Regions from separate parts of the Ovis aries genome. Here region 2 is linked to region 1. Evidence: chromatin contacts called from public Hi-C data. All regions are on one chromosome and are shown on one strand. The core of a region is the stretch at or near the end of the contact, and the rest is flanking DNA. Distances in the headings are between cores, read along the strand shown.

What was found. Hi-C and Micro-C count contacts between places; a contact is called where the count stands out from the background.
Region 2: a Hi-C map of liver shows a contact between it and region 1, with 3 times the contacts expected there. The contact joins two enhancer-like sites. A contact is called at or near these places in 2 of 16 Hi-C or Micro-C datasets (liver and skin fibroblasts).

What each region holds. Positions count from the first base shown.
Region 1 is chr1:267,705,037-267,709,320 of ARS-UI_Ramb_v3.0, forward strand. All of the region lies in intron 3 of RUNX1 (RUNX family transcription factor 1), which reads right to left. Among named protein-coding and RNA genes, the nearest start is that of RUNX1, 170 kb to the right of the region's middle. Within about 2 kb of position 1,960, at least 38 of the 54 cell types and tissues checked have an H3K27ac peak or open chromatin away from gene starts, as enhancers often do. A contact at or near this core is called in liver, where this site is marked.
Region 2 is chr1:268,917,361-268,921,573 of ARS-UI_Ramb_v3.0, forward strand. No RefSeq gene overlaps it. Among named protein-coding and RNA genes, the nearest start is that of SETD4, 41 kb to the right of the region's middle. Within about 2 kb of position 2,356, at least 8 of the 54 cell types and tissues checked have an H3K27ac peak or open chromatin away from gene starts, as enhancers often do. A contact at or near this core is called in liver, where this site is marked.

The sequences.
Region 1 (4,284 bases), core at 710-3,209:
GAAAGGCTCCGCAGCGCAGATCGCAACAGACGGGGCGGCTCGAGTTACACAAGCACGCACACTCTGCCACGCACACGCGCCACTTCACCACTCGCCACGAAGCCCGGCGCACTCTCTCCCGCTGTTGTCAAAGGACACAACCGGAGAAAAGTTCACACCCAGGAAAGAAATGGAACCATCCAGCCAAGAAACCAGTTCATTCAAAAGTAGGAAAAGGCAAAAACAACAACAAAATCCTCCCCCACACACAATTCAAAATCGAAGTTCCAACGCGGTTCTATGAAAAACAGCAAAGACTGACTTTCTTCTGGCGTCCCCAGTATCCCCAGCAAGAGATGCCTGCCGGCTCAGGGCCGGGCAGCGTGGTGCCCTGGCTGGGTCCGGCCGCGGGGCGCTCGTCCCGCCTGCGCCCGCTGGCTCTATGAATGAGAGTGCCTGGAAATGAACGTGCTTTTACTGTAAGCCCGGCCCGAGGAATTCCATTCCCTCAGCTCGTTTGCATAGGGGCGGCTGCCGGCCAATCACAGGCCTTTCCGGTATCAGGCAGGGCGCGGCTCGGTGCCGCGGGCTCCTGGAATTGGCCCGCGCGCCCCCGCCGCCGCCGCGCGCTACTGTACGCGGCCAGGGTGGAGAGTCCACCGCCAGCCAGTGCGGAGGCCACGCCGCGCTCCCCGCATCCACATACCCGCACCCACACGCTCCTACATTCGCTCGAGACCGCCATTCCGGTGCGGACGGCGGCGGCTTTGCACACTCGTGGGCTTGCGCGGCCGGCAGTCAGTCAGCCCGCCCGCCCCGGGGGGCTGCCGTGAGCGGCCGCGCCAGGGGCGGCCGTGGTTCGGAGACCCAGGAGGTGGAGCAGAAGGCCGGTCGGCCTGGAGGGACTGGGGCCGCGCGCTGAGCCGCAAATGGTCCGGGATCAGAGTCTGTCGGAGAGAAGCATCCGCGAGCCATGGAGATAGATGAAGCGGCCGCCGCTAGGCTCCCGAGACCTGGGGGCCGGGGGGCCCCAAGGCCTCCACTTTCCCGGCATGGATGGGACTCGCCGCGAGGGGGCCGGGAAGGGCCGAGGGCCCAGCCCGGGGAGCCGCTCGGCGCCGGTTGGCAGCCGCGGCGAAGTGGCGCTGATTCCTTTACTGAGACCAGACGGTGGTCGGTCTCCACGACCTGCTTTTTGTGTTGAGTTTTCTTTCTGGGTTTGTTTTCTTGGTGTTTTACGCTGCGTCTTGACGCGGCGCGCCTCGCTCAGGTGGAGTTGAGCTTAGTGGCCAGCGAAGGAGTTCCGTAGTTCAGAAGCCGCCCCCCCCCCCCCCGCCCCAAGAACAAGCGACTGGAAAGAAACTGGAAAGCCTCCGGGCGGGGTTCCCCCGCGGGGCCCAGGTCGTTTGCGCCCCGCACCCACCTCCAGCTCCCCGGAAACGGCCCCTGGGTCCACTCCCCGCCCGCGCGCGCGCGCTCGTCAGCCGCCCCGGGAGCTGAAGCCACCCCGGCTCTGCGCGCGGGCGGGAACATGCTCCCCGCTCCCGTCCCAGCGGCGCCGCGGGCATTTTCGCGGAGCTTAGAGGGGCCCCGGTTCCCCCCGCCCCACGCCACCGCCCGGCCGCGGGGCTCTCCCAGCTACACTCCGCGAGGAGTCCACTGGGTCCCTCCCTCGGGGGGAGGGCGCTCATCCACTCTCCCCCTCGCCTGGCACGGAGCCCTCCACGTCGACTTCGCCCGCCCCCGCCCCCGGGTGAGGGACCCTCCCTTCCCACTCCCCGCCTTGGTTCCCCCTGCCGATGCGCGATTTGGGGGTGCCGGACCGCTGCCGCCGGCGCCGCCGCTCCGGCTTCCCCAGGGCTCCAGCGCCAAGGGGCCTGCCAGAGGCGGGGGCCGTGGCGGGCCAGGCCTCGGAGGCCTTTCCGGGCGCCGCGGCCGCTTCCCTCGCCCCAGGCCCTGAGAGGCCGGGCGGCTCGGCGCGGGCGCCAGGGGGCAGCAGGCGCCCGGCGGCCGGCCCGCGCGCCGGGGAACGCCCCCGACGGCGCGGCTGTAGCTCCGTCCTTCTGGCGGCCTTTGGGTCTCCGGTAGGAACTTCAGCTGGGGAAGAAGCGAAAGGAGAAACGGCGACCGGATCCTGCCTGCGCGGCCCCGTTCCGCCCCCCGCCCCGCTATCCCAACGGCCGGGAGGGCAGCAGGGGAACCTTCGCGCAGGGGTCCGGGCTGTCCCGACCCGCGCGTATCGGGGTCTTTTTTTCCCGAAATCCCTTGGCCGTCCCCACCATCGGCTGGTCCCAAGCAGTAGGGGCTGGGGGCGTCCCGGGCTCCCTGCGGCAGGCCCCCTGCTTCCTGCCCCGCATCTCGCCCGGTGCGCCCGTCCCCTCGCTCCGAGAAACCTGGGACATTCCGGAACTTCCAGTATTCAGCTGTATTTTGTTTAATGGGTCTGAGGGTTGAGGGGAGTCTCAGAAAACGCCCTTGTATTTTTCTTTAAAAGTGATTTTTGAAGAAGCCTCATTTCAAACATTGCAGGTGTAAAGACACCCCCCCCCCCCCACAACAGTCTTCTCTCCACCCGGGCCGAGCGATCCCAAATAGCGAGCAGTCCCCAGACAATCCCCAGACAACCCCCAACCCCCCGCCCCGCCACACACACCCCGTCTGCGCCGGAGCCCCGGGGCCACACAGTCTCTCTTCTGCGCCCGGGCTCGACGCTGCCCGCTCTAGAGGCGAGTTCGGGCTGAGTGAAATCTTTCTGCTTGGGCTCGAGTGTATTTCCTCAGGAGCCGATCAAGTGCATCCCCATAGACCCCCTAGGACCGGGTCTGGGGTGACTCGAGTGTGGTGTAGGCAAAAATGGGCTCTATCTCGGAGGATGTAGCGGTCGGGGGGTGGGGGATAAGCCGCCTGCTCGGAAAGCTCAGAGAAAGCTCCATTGGGGCTGCGACCGTTTGCCTGAAACCCTCAACCGTGCGAAGGGCCGCGGGCGCCCCACGCAACGCGGTCTTCCAGGTGGGGATCAGGTTTCCTTAGTAAGAGAAGAGGATTAGCGATAGATGCACCCGGTTCAGACGCTGTTTAGCTCAGAATCTCAACCAGTAAAGCCCGAGTTCGAACTCCAACAAGGACAGTAGCAGCAGGGAAAGCTGCTGCTGATTTTATTTGAGTGGGGCCGCCGGGCATTTGGGGTTCTCAGGACCTTGCGCAGGCTGTAACTGCGCTAACGGGGTGCACGCTTGAAACCCAGCAATAAAACACACCGCCCCTCCTTATCGAGGAACTAAAATGAATGGAAAGCTGGCAGCCTGGGACTCAACTAAGAGGGTATCGCGAACCCCTTGATCTAAGGGGCTTTGTACATATAGCGTATGGAGTTGGATGTACTCTTTTTCCACCAGGAGCGCTCATTTAAGGGGCTATATAGAATTTCCCTTCCCTTGCTTCTCTAAGAGAAAAGGAAAGGAAACATTTCTGTATACACTCGTAGTGTTCCCCTGGAATAATACTAATATTTGCTTTTGTCAAAACACAGTGCAAAAATTACAACGAAGCAATATGTTGGGCGGATGGATGCTGTGTGACAGTTTCTTCCAAATTTGCTGCATGGGGGAAATTTCCAAAAGGCTCCTAGTTGATTGAATGAAATGTGAGTTCTCACAGTGAATTGAAAAATCAGTATTTACTTAGCTGGAAGGGGAAAATAAAACAATTTCACTGGAAAACAGCTTATTGACATTTTTTTTCTACAACTTTAAGTAAATATATAATGATGGGGGTCTCAGAAAACATTTAAATATTACACATTTTTTACTCTTTCAAAACGCTCTCAAAAATAAGAATCTCAACCATTCTCTTAAAATCCCCTCTGTAATATATTTCTAAAATTACATTCCTAAAAATGCAACATTTCTAAAAGAATTATTTCTGTTTTCAGTGACCATTTTAATGAAAATAAAAAGCAGAGAATGTATTTTGCTAGAGGTGGACCACATTAGTTGGTACTAATGGCACAGGGAATGAGAACAATTTTAATGGAGACTAACATACATGTAAATGTATGTATAATACACATGGTCCGGTTTTCAACATTGGAATTTAAATAATTAAACATCCCTTTCTCCCTGTGGATTTGAGATGATTTCACTTTTGAAATATAATTACTTTGGGGGACCAGGTTCCTTTGTTTTTTCACTACATTCTTCCTCTGTGTGAATGTTTCCATGGGATCCTGTGGTTGATATATGACTATTTCACTAACTTTGTAAATCAGTTTACAATTCACAAGTAACAAACTGAGAAAGAATTTAA
Region 2 (4,213 bases), core at 1,106-3,605, 1.2 Mb after region 1:
GAAAGGGAGACTGGGGTTCCGAGGCTGATTGCCCAGCTGCCCCCAGCAAGGGGTGTGGGTGAGGAGCTGGGTGGCTTCTATCAGGCCACCTCCCCTGGCACTTCACAGGTATTTCAGAACCTCCATCCCTCAAACTCAAAGGGGCAAAACTGTGATAATCACAGGAAATCTGGCCTCCGGGGTCCTCCCAGCAGAGTCCCAGGCCCCGCCTTACTGTCTGTAGGTGAGTGACTCCAACGGCAGCCTCGTGTCAAGGATGGGCATCCCCCAGCTGTGCCAAATATCTGCTGATGGTCAGGCCAACTGGTCCAGGAGACTGGGAATTCTCTACCAAAATGGGCTGAAGTCTGCATACAGCCACACTTCTGCTTTTGTTCTGGGTTTTTTTTTGTTGTTGTTTGTTTTTTGTTTTTTAATGTATTTATTGCGGCATGTAGGGTCTAGTTCCCTGACCAGGGATCGAACCCAGGTCCCCTGTGTTGGGAACCCAGAGTCTTAACCACTGGACCCCCTGGGACGTCCCCAGTCACACTTTGAGGAACTGCTTCTCTAACTCTTAGTAGGTCCAGGGCAGGATCTGAGACTGAATTTCTCAAAAGCTCCTTGATGCTGTTGATCGGCAGATCACCTTTTAAGGAGCAGGGTCCTAAGGCAAGCAACCCCAGTAAAAGACGCTGAAAGAGCTTCTTTAGCTTCCTGAGGGACATTTTTGGTGGCAGAAGCCTCCCCAATAGATTCCTGCCAACAAGTAAACTATAAAAGATGATGAATCCCAACAGCTGCTCACTGCCAATATTTTGCTTCTACTAGAATGCGAGATGCTGCCTTCTAACTATAAGGGACAGAATATTTCTTCTTCCATACAATTTCTGCTGATGGCTGTGTCCATGTGAACCACAGCTCCCAAGCTGGGATACAGTGGGGCTCCCTAACCAGCGCTTGTCATCCCAACCTGAACACTGGGTGCAGGATAGGTTTCCCAAATAGCCAGCTACCTCTGATAAGGAAACTTCAATCAGAGACACTGTCATCTATAGTTTTCTCCACTCTTCCAATTAAGGGGGAAAGCTTCAATACCACAGTAAAGGCCTCACCAGGTCATGCTAGCATGCTGTAGGTGAAATGCCCAAGAGAAAGCAAACACCCACTCAAGACAAGGCTGTGTGTGTTAATCACTCAGTCCTGTTCAACTCTTTGTGACCCCATGGACTGCAGCCCACCAGGCTCCTCTGTCCATGCAGATTCTCCAGGCAAGAATACCGGAGTGGGTAGCCATTCCCTTCTCCAGGGGATCTTCCCGACCCAGGGATCGAACCCAGGACTCCTGCATTGCAGGCGGATTCTTTACCATCAGAACAACCATATACCCCAAGGCTGGTATATGTATAAATAGCAAGGGGGGTGGAGGGAAAGAGGAGAAGGCAGAAACCATGACGATCGGAGCTCCCCTGATCTGCAAGTTGGATGAGTCTTGATGGAAGGACAGGTCATGGGTGCCCTAGGAAAGTCCAGCAAACCAAAGAGCTCATTTCAAATGAGACATTCCCTCCCCTGCCGCACCCCACCCCCACTGCGCAGTCACTAGGCGACGCTGTGCTGGGTCACGTCCCATGCCCGGCCTTTCGGGGGTCTGGAACCTGTCGGCCACCTGCAGACTCAGCAGTTCAAGGGCACCCTGGCGTTGTTTTCATTCCACTTTGAAGCTCTGTCCTCAGATCAAACGTGGGCCTGTAACAGCAGACGGGCAGCCCTCCCCTGCTCTGGGAGAAATGGCTCCTTTCCAGCTCTCTACCGAAGGGACCGCTTTCTAATTCGAGAAGCATCTGGCAGAAGAGGAGACACAGGAGTCACCATCGCCCTCCCCTTCCTTTGTGTGGGTGGTCAGCTTAAACTCCTTCAAAGGACCCTTGCTCTGTTGGCCTGCATGTCAGGACCTGTCTACCAGCCGCCAATGATGGAAATTAAAACCTGTGACCCGGTGCATGAAAGATTCTTTCCTTCTCAAAACAAGTCCCAAATATCGACCTCTGTTTATAGCTTGTCTGTTGGCAGAGACCGGGCAGTTCCTGCCTCTTATCACAGGCCCCTCCTCTCACCCCCACCTGGCCAGGTCCTCTAGCAGCCCTCACCTTGAACTAAAGCTTATCTGCCTGTGTTTCCTCACCCAAGGAGATCCAGGGGCCCACAGGAGAATATGAAGTCTGACTTTATCCCAGAAGCAACGCACAGAGCAGTTTTTTGCTTTGTCTGGATCCTACTAACATCTGAGAAAAAAAACACACACACACACACACAAACAAACACTGTTTTCCAATTTCCACGGTTGCCTCCATGACCTGAGTCAGCATTCTCAGTTGGGTGGGCCTCGTGTGCCATCTAGTGTTCAAAGATAGAAGTGTTTCAAAGTCATCACAAAGTCCCCTAGAATCAGAGATCCGGTTCATATTTTTCAGCCACCAACCACAACACTCGGGACCCTCACTGGTGTAGCTTTCTTTTAAAGGAGACGTGTGAAAAGAACTAAAGTGTACTGAGCGCTTGTTCTGATCTGACCACCCTATTTAACCCTACTGACTGAACCAAACGCTAAAACATTTGTGCTTTGGATCCATCTGCACTCCACGTGGACTGGTACTATATTTAAAAAATACTTAGGCAGCATAAACTTGTACAGCAGTACAGCAATCGGTACTCTCTGTCCTGCCTTCCCAGACTACTGCGGTTATAGGTTTGAAAATCCAGAATGTTCCAGCTGGGAGAAGTTGAAAGAGTTTGGTCCTGTAGCCAGCAGACTCCGAGGAGGAAGTTTGCTGACCATCAGAGCCACCTGGGAGCTTTAGGACCCCGAGGATCTCGGCACACTCCAGGCCAGTTTAGCCAGACCCTCTGGAGTGGGACCCCAGCCTCTGCAGTACTGAAAGGTCAACATGTGAGACGGCGGTGACATCAGCAAGAGGGGGGGCTAGGAGGCCCCAGTGTTTATCTCTTCATAAAAACAGTAAACAACTGCAAACCGACTAGCTCAGGAAAGCTCTGGAGCACAATGACAAAGCAGACAAAAGCCTGCAGAGCTCAAACACTGGGATGGCCACATGGACAAGAACAGGAAGTGTTTCATCTGTGTCACCCCATGCTCGAGTCAAGAGCTCGAGTGCTCACCACATGCAGGACGGGAGCCACGGCGGCGCGGAGCCCTGCCCTCAGTCTCAGCCCAAGCCTTGTGCCGCCACGTCCAGGTCAGCCTCTGGGTCCCAGGTCACACATGACCATTCCCAGTCCCGCCCCGCTACGCCCCGGGCCCCACGCCCAGGTCCCCGATCACCACTCTGAGCCATCACTGCCAAGACACACTGTCCATGCTCCCAGCCCTGCCCCTGGGGCCCAGGTCAAAGCTCTGAACTGTCCTTGCCAGAGGCCAACTGTCATTGCCCTGAGCCCTGCTCCCCGGATCCTACCGCCAGGTATTAACGGGCCAACACAGGTAGGTAGCCCTCCACGGCATGGTTTAGCAGAGACATCACTTTGCCAAAAAAAGGTCCATCTAGTCAAGGCTATGGTTTTTCCAGTGGTCACGTATGGATGTGAGAGCTGGACTGTAAAGAAAGCTGAGCACAGAAGAATTGATGCTTTTGAACTGTGGTGTTGGAGAAGACTCTTGAGAGTCCCTTGGACTGCAAAGAGATCCAGCCAGTCCATCCTGTAGGAAATCAGTCCTGAATACTCATTGGAAGGACTGATGTTGAAGCTGAAACTCCAATACTTTGGCTATCTGATGCAAAGAGCTGACTCATTTGAAAAGGCCCCGATGCTGGGAAAGATTGAAGGTGGGACGAGAAGAGGACGACAGAGGATGGGATGGTTGGATGGCATTATGGACATGAGCTTGGGTAGACTCCGGGAGTTGGTAATGGACTGGGAGGCCTGGTGTGCTGCAGTCCACGGGGTTGCAAAGAATCAGACATGAGTCAGACACAACTGAGTGACTGAACTGAACTGAACTGACCCAGGTAGGTGCAATCACCATCCTACGACTGCCTCCCCAGCTGGAGCTAAAGTTGGGACTTTGACCCACCATCTGGAGGCTGCGTGGTGACCGCACCCTGCACCCCGGGGCCAGGGACCAAGCCACTGCTGCACCTTGTCACTTCAGGTGCCGAGCCTCTTCTGCACCACCACTACCACCCCTGCCAGAGTCACTGTGGTGAGACCCCAG